2 separate regions of the Mus musculus genome follow, and region 2 is linked to region 1. A link is a contact called in public promoter capture Hi-C data. All regions are on one chromosome and are shown on one strand. The core of a region is the stretch at or near the end of the contact, and the rest is flanking DNA. Distances in the headings are between cores, read along the strand shown.

The links. Capture Hi-C pulls out chosen DNA fragments and counts their contacts.
Region 2: a contact with region 1 is called in a promoter capture Hi-C map of adipose tissue. The contact joins two enhancer-like sites. A contact is called at or near these places in 2 of 115 datasets of contacts at active chromatin or transcription factors (embryonic stem cells and trophoblast stem cells) and 2 of 9 other capture datasets (adipose tissue and liver).

The regions. Positions count from the first base shown.
Region 1 is chr7:118,796,588-118,800,295 of GRCm38.p6, reverse strand. Vps35l (VPS35 endosomal protein sorting factor like) reads right to left here. Exons shown (of 31, transcript NM_027815.4): 19 at 3,250-3,330. Among named protein-coding and RNA genes, the nearest start is that of Gm26147, 34 kb to the left of the region's middle. Within about 2 kb of position 1,840, at least 110 of the 459 cell types and tissues checked have an H3K27ac peak or open chromatin away from gene starts, as enhancers often do. A contact at or near this core is called in adipose tissue, where this site is marked.
Region 2 is chr7:118,933,635-118,937,342 of GRCm38.p6, reverse strand. The region is part of intron 7 of Iqck (IQ motif containing K); the gene reads right to left. Among named protein-coding and RNA genes, the nearest start is that of Gm39076, 50 kb to the left of the region's middle. Within about 2 kb of position 1,857, at least 80 of the 459 cell types and tissues checked have an H3K27ac peak or open chromatin away from gene starts, as enhancers often do. A contact at or near this core is called in adipose tissue, where this site is marked.

The DNA.
Region 1 (3,708 bases), core at 591-3,090:
TCCTTCTCTACCCCGTCCTTCAGTGGGGACTGTGTCTTGGCCTCAGCCCCTTCTCCCCAGTGGCAGTGTCCCATGATGATTAAGTAGGTCGACCCGTGTGCTCAGGGAAGAGCCTGTTCTGCAATGCTTTCTGCTTCTCTTTCAAAATAAAAGGAAGCCCAGGGTGGCTTGAGCCACAGTGTGTTGCCAGGGATGACTTGGAACCTCTAATCCTTCCACCTCTACCTCCCCAATGCTGAGATTATAAGTATGTGTCACGATGCCTGTTTTATATGGTTCTGGGGTATCTACTCCAGGGCTTTGAGCACGCTAGGCAAGCACTCTGCCAACTGAACGAAACCCCTGGATCTCATCTCATCTGTTGCTAGTCTAGCAGACCACAACAACTTAGATCTATAGTCTCACACAACTATTCAAGCTGTAAGTGAAGCATGAAAGCAGCTAGAATCAACATGGGAACAGATGAGTGTCTATGTGCTAATAAAACTTTATTTAAACAAGTAAGTGATGGGCTACAAGTGGGTATGGGCCACAGACTGCCATCCCCTGTTATAGCCTACCATGGTCCTGCATTTCTTTATTACTTCAGCAAGAGAAAGATGGTGGAGTTTAACCAGTGGAGTCAAGGGCCACTGACCCAAGGCTCATTAATGCCCAGAGCTTCCTGGCTACGGCCTTCATCTAGGTATACAGACTCTCAGCCAAAAACAGCTTGGCCTGGGAGAACCAGGGAGATGCTGCTTCTAAATAAAAAGTAACTCCTGGCCTTTGGATGCTACCCAGAACATTTCTTGACAAACCCCTTGTTTGTACTAGAAACTGTTGCCGTTTCTTCTCAAGATTACAAGCACAAAAGTAGAAGTGTACAAGCTCACTTCTAACGGAAGCAGCTGGCCAGGAGAGTTGAGGGAAAGACTAAGGTGGGTACTGGCAGGGAAATAGTGAGTTCGAGGCCAGCCCAGTCAAGACATGGGAGACCTTATCTGAAAACAATAAGAAAAGGAAAACTTTGTGATGAGCATTATACTATATTACACTACTCTAGCACAGGTAACTAGTCCCTTTGGAACAAAAACATTTTTAAACACTTGTGCATAGCTACGCGTATGTTACAGTTTTAAAACTGTAACATACAGTTTTTTTCCCCAGTGACCTTTCATTATGAAAATGCTGAGCCGGGCGTGGTGGCACACGCCTTTAATCCCAGCTCTTGGGAGGCAGAGGCAGGAGGATTTCTGAGTTCAAGGCCAGCCTGGTCTACAAAGTGAGTTCCAGGACAGCCAGGGCTATACAGAGAAACCCTGTCTCGAAAAACAAAAAAAAAAAAAAAAAAAGAGTAAACAGAAGGCATTGTCCAGCACCCATCTGCTCCTCAGTGGGTTCTACAAAAGGAATATGTGTCTTCTCTGGCTGTATCCCTCACCCAAACACCCATAATGGTGTGACTTACAAACACAGTGTGCATATTTTTTGTTTTGTAATAATTTCAACTTTACAGGAAAGCCAAAAGTATTACACTAAGAGCTCTTGCACATTCTTTACCCAAATTCACCAAATTTTACAAATTTGACCAACGTATATGCTATGGTTTGAATAGGTGTCTCTCGAAGGTCCTTGTATTGAAGTCTTGGTTTCCTGGATAGCACAACTGGGAGAGGGCTTTAATCATGGGTGCTGGGGATTTGAACTCAGGTTCTTGCAAACCAAGTATTCTAACTTGGGGAGCTACTCCTCAGCTCTCCCCCAGTTCCTTTTGCCGTTCAGACTGGGAGCCCAGGAGACCTTCTTTATCTGTTCTACTTTATCTCACACCCCCATGAATGTCTGACCACTTCCTTATTTTCTGGCACACAGTAAAAAACAAAACCAAAACAAAAACTGCTAGCCATCGAGAAGGCTCAGTAGGTAAAACAGCTTGCCACCAAGCCTCACAACTCAACTTTGATTCCCAGGACCCACAGGGTGGAAGGAGAGAGCTTCCACAAACTGTCCTCTGACCTGCACAGGTACCCACACCATACACAAAATAAATGCACATGGCGTACATGTTTCTAAAATAGCTCCAGGCTTACTCTATGTCTTCATCCTAGTGGTAAGCCACTTCTCTCGGGGCCATTGGAGTTCCCCTTTTTCTAACGTGATGCTCGCTTCAGCAAAGAGCACTGCCATGAACAGCCCACTTACATACATCTATTATTTTTTTGGTTATTTGATAATTTATTATCTCAAAATGGCATGTAGGAGCATAAAGATTTACCACAAAAATATATGTACTGAACTGAACATACAAAACATTCACTGTGTCTGGTGGCTTTAAAAAAAAAAGTCACAGTAGTAAAGTGACAATTTACCAGGAGGCCCAGGAACAAAGGGGAATGCCATCACCCGGAGGGCTTGCATCCCAGACAGGGGAACTGGAGCCTGTTTCTCTCCTGCATCCGTGTCTGCTTTTCCTCTGCTCTTTCCTCTCCAAAGGCAGGCTGACTCACTCCAGTCTCCAGGATGAGCTGGGTGACCCTCCTCTGGCCAGCCGGCCGGCAGCGTGACTGTCCAGCTGCCTGCCTGAAGACGATGCTTTTATCAGAGAACCCTGATTGCCTGTTCGTGCTCTCTGACCAATTTTTCCATAGTGTCTTAAGTTTATCTACTGAGCTACATGCCCAGCACTCTGGGCATCTTTTCTAAGTTCTTTCTAGTGTGACAGAATTATAATATAGTGTGACCCCTCCCCCTCTTGGAATGGACACACACACACACACAGTTTGCTTGTTTTGAGACAGGATCTCATGAAGCCCAGGCTGGCCTTGAATTTACTAACAGGCTGAGGTAGGCAGTGGCTGCTTGGTTAAGTAGTGATGATTTGATTTTTATGTTTTATATTTTTATTATACTTTTATTATCTTTTATTTAGCAAATGTTGGAAATAATATTAATACTTTTTAAAAAGTTTAAGTTCATTTACTAGGAACATAGGCATTTGATATACTGGGGACATTGACGATGCTTATTCAGAATTTGCCACGGGTCCAAAATCATTTCAGTATTTCTATGCCACATCTCAACCCTCACAACTACTCTGAGGATAGGATTAACATTAGCCCCATTCTACAGAGGGCAAAAGTGAGGCCTGGGGTGAGGATGTACCAGAGTCAAGATTAAACACAGGCTCCCCAGATGTACGTCTGACCAGTCCAAGAGTGCTTCATTCACAGAACAAGATGCCCACAGTGGGACGTGCAAACTCGTTACCTGGGGGTAAGAGTCCTCAAATGCTCGATCCGGAGTCATGTGCTTGATGACGTCAGCCAGAACAGTGTTAACTTCTCGTTTCTATACAGGGAACAAAACCAACTCTGTTGTCAGGTGGAGACACCCAGCTCTCTGACGTGCCCATGATATCGGGCTGGCTGGGTAGCTCAGTGAGCACTCCCCAGCATGTGTGAGGCCCTGGGTTCATCTCAGGACCAAACCCAACCAACCAACCAAAAAGCCACACACCTTCCAGAAAATCATTTCAAATATTCCAAAAGAATAAATACAAGGAAAGAAATCCTGTCCACAGCCTCAGTACAGTACCGCCCACCCTCATGGCTGTGTTACTCTAAGTCAGGACTGAACACACTGGTCTACAAAGATTAAGTCATTTAGGCTACTTTCTGCCTATCTGGCCCAGGTTCCTGCCTCAGCACCTGGGAAGTGAGCAGGGAG
Region 2 (3,708 bases), core at 608-3,107, 140 kb before region 1:
AGTTATTGCCACCTTTTACTATTGTGAATAGAGTTCCGTGAGGACCTGCCACACCACAGTTTTGCTTAAATACCCATTTGCCTATAGTTGTTTGACTGTGACCTATATCACAAACAAAAACACCTGTTAGCCACAGGGCTCTGCAGAGAGTACAGTGTGGGCTCCTCTGTTGGGCCAGAAGCCTTTTTCTTTGACTTTCTTCTTTTTGCTGGGCACCACTGACCTTGGCAGAATGCTGTTGCTGCAGTAGCAGCCTTGTTGATGAGGCTCTCGTTGCCAGGTGATCCTGGAGCTCTAGAGAAAGCCTTTGTGAGCTGGGGAGGACAGGCACCCATTGAACTGGGCTAATCCCACTGACTATTGTCACAGTTAGGAAAGCGCTTCAGATGGCAGGACTTGTGCCCATCAGCAAATACCAGAGCACAGCATGTGGTGTTAACACGCAGCAGTTTCTCTTCTCCCGAACCCCCACCCCCCAGCTTCCCACCACTTTGTTTTTTAAGTCACCGTGGGGAGCCAGTTTGTTTTTTCAGTGTGCACAGGAAGATGACCAGTTATGGACTTGAGTTTGATTCGCAAATAAAACAGAAGTTTCTTGATTCCAGTGTCAATTCTTATTTTTTATTAATTAATTAATTTTGGATTTTTCAAGACACAGGCTCTTAACAAGCCCTGGCCATCCTGGAACTCAATCTGTAGACCAGGCTGGCCTCTAACTCATAAAAATCCACCTGTATCTGCCTCCTGAGTGCTGGGACTAAAGGCATGTACCACCATGCCTGGCTGGGCATCAGTTTTTATTTGTTGTGATTTATTGATAGTTACTTATTTTGCCTTATTAGGGATCAAACCCAGGGCTTTTCACGTGCCAGGCAAGAGCTCAACCATTGAGCATACATGCCAAGTCTGGCTGTCTTTATACATACATACATACATACATACATACATACATACATACATATATATATATATATATGTATATATGTATGTATGTATATATGTATATATGTATATATGTATATATATGCACCTGGAACTATCTAATTCTTCCAATATGTAAGATTCTGATGAAAGGCAACTTAGAAAACCTGTATTAGTTTAGAAAGCCAGCTCTGGGCTGTGGAGCTGGCTCTGTGGGTAAAGCTCTTGCCATGCAAACATGAAGACTTGAGTTTAAATCTTCAGAACCCAGGTAAGATTTGGCATGGTAACACCCACCTATAGATAGGGGGCAGCTCCATCAGGGTCCTTGGAAGTTGGCATACCAAACCCTCGTGCATATAGCCACAAATGACAAAGAGTTCTGTTTCAAACAGAGAGGAAGGCGAGGGGTGGCACAGGAGTTTGTCGTCTGACCACCACATGAACACTGTCACAGTGCATTCATTCTCTTCCCTCACCACACGGACACACGTATCACATATATATATATAAACAATGGGAAGCAGAGGGTAGGGGAGAAAAAGGAAAGAAAACCCTAAACCGACATTCTGAGACTGAATCTTAGCTCTGTACAACTTTGAGTAAGTTGCTTGTGCCCTCAGAGCCTCAATTTCCTAATCTGTAAAATGGAGTTGGCACAAAACCAACACCTAAAATGCTAACAAAACCCTGCCTACGTAAGTTATCTTTGTGTTAATCTTTCTTAAAATTAACTAGCAAAGAAAAAAGTGGAGTCATCTGCCATGGGGAATCCTCCAATTGCCTTGGCTGCTCAAAACCAAGAGGCAGAGGAGCCAATGACTCAGAAGTGTGGTCTCCTCCCAGGAGTTTAGCAAGCACTAAGCACATACGTGATTCTGTAATTTCACAACGCTGGGCTCTGGCCAGATAGTGCAGAGGTTCTGGGGTTGGGTGGGGTGGGGGAGGAAAGCAGTGGCTGCTGGGACTGCAGTCACCTTCACAATCTCTACTGCCCAAGTGCTCTGAGCTCACTTGTTTGCCTTACTTCTTGGCAAAACAGACAATCACATAGCAACAACTGCCCTGGCCTATTCCCTAGAGCTTTCCTAATTGCCTTGAAGGAAAGTGCTTAATCCATTATAGTTACTGGAAGAATGCTGGAGAAGTAAGGGAATGGACCGGTCCTTCAGTGACACTCACAAGCGCCAACCCTGGATTTGGCATGTGATGTCTCCAGAAGGTTCTTGTGACGTGTTTGCCATGGCCTGACATCCTAATGATTATTTGAGTGGACTTTACGTTCAAGAAAGGTCAGTTTGCACATGTAGGAGAGAGGGTGGGTAGGGAGATGTTTGTAAAACTCCTTCCCGCTGTCTTATTAATAAAAGTCCCAAAGCTCATAACTAGCAAGTTCCATTTTCTCTTTGTAGGAAGCTTGGAGAGGTCTTTTCAGATCTCTGGCAAAACCAAATCAGAGCAGAGCAAAGCTGGCTTCCTGTTGTAGATGTCACTAGTGTTTAGTGGTCACTGACATTCACCTAGGCCATAGACCGAACCCTGCTCTGGAGCAGCAGTGTCAGCAATGGGTGCTGGCACATCTGTGAACCATCAGCTTAGCCAGTGGGTGTGAATGGCACTTTAAAACTCTAATGAGGGAGCAGGGATATGGCTCACTGGGTCAAGTAGCAAGAGTGTAAGGATGAGGACCTGCATGTGGACTCCCAGCCCCATGTAAAGTCAGGCAGGGTGACACATGGCTGCACCCAGCACTGGAAGGCAGTGGTGCTGGAGAGAGATGCCTCCCTGCGGAACTCCAGGCTTAGTGGGAGACTCTATCTTTAAAAATAAGATGGTTAGCCGGGCGTGGTGGCACACGCCTTTGATCCCAGTACTCAGGAGGCAGAGGCAGGCAGATTTCTGAGTTCAAGGTCAGCCTGGTCTACAAAGTGAGTTCCAGGACAGCCAGGGCTACACAGAGAAACCCTGTCTCAAAAAAAAAAAAAAAAAAAAAAAAAAAAAAAAAAAAAAAGATGGTTGTTTGAGTCAAGGCCTGGCACTTTTCTATAGGATAGTGAAGATTCTAGCTGATTCTTGACATGTGTGTATTGAATGTGTTTAATAACTCAACAGTATTAGGCACAATGATCTTTCATTTTAATAAAAGTTGTATGATGAAATAAGGTGTACAGCAATGGAGGAAAAGGCTCAATACTGACCTCTGGCCTCTACACGCACACATACATACACATGTACAAACACACATTCATACACACACTACACATACATGTACATGCACAAAAAAATCTAATGAGTAGAAAATAGCACTTATTCCTTTATTGCTAAGGTCATCTTTATCCCCATGTGTTTAAAGTGGTTGGTCACCTTTTTTTAAAAAAATAATTTTATTTTTTCCTTTTTGCTGAAGCAAACCACTTGATTCACTGAGAACCCAGACTATGTGGGAGTGAAGTTAGAACCAGTCACTACATCCAAGGCTGGGGCCTCGTGAGGACCTGTATCTGTCCACTCTGCTGGATTTTGTTTCTTGGACTAGTTATCTATACACAACATATGATGGATGTTGCAGGCAACCACGCTACCACTATGTCACAACCTGGAGAAGATGTGAGGGTTTTCGTCACACACAGCAAAGTGAAGCACCTGATGGTCTGGAGATGCCACCCTGCTGCTCTCTACAGGGAAGCAGGTTCCTTCCATGAGAGGTGGGAAGAAGGACTTTAGGGATGTTAGTGACTCCCAAGGAGCACAAGCTGGGAGGAGAAGAGGCTGGGGAAGCAAAGCAGA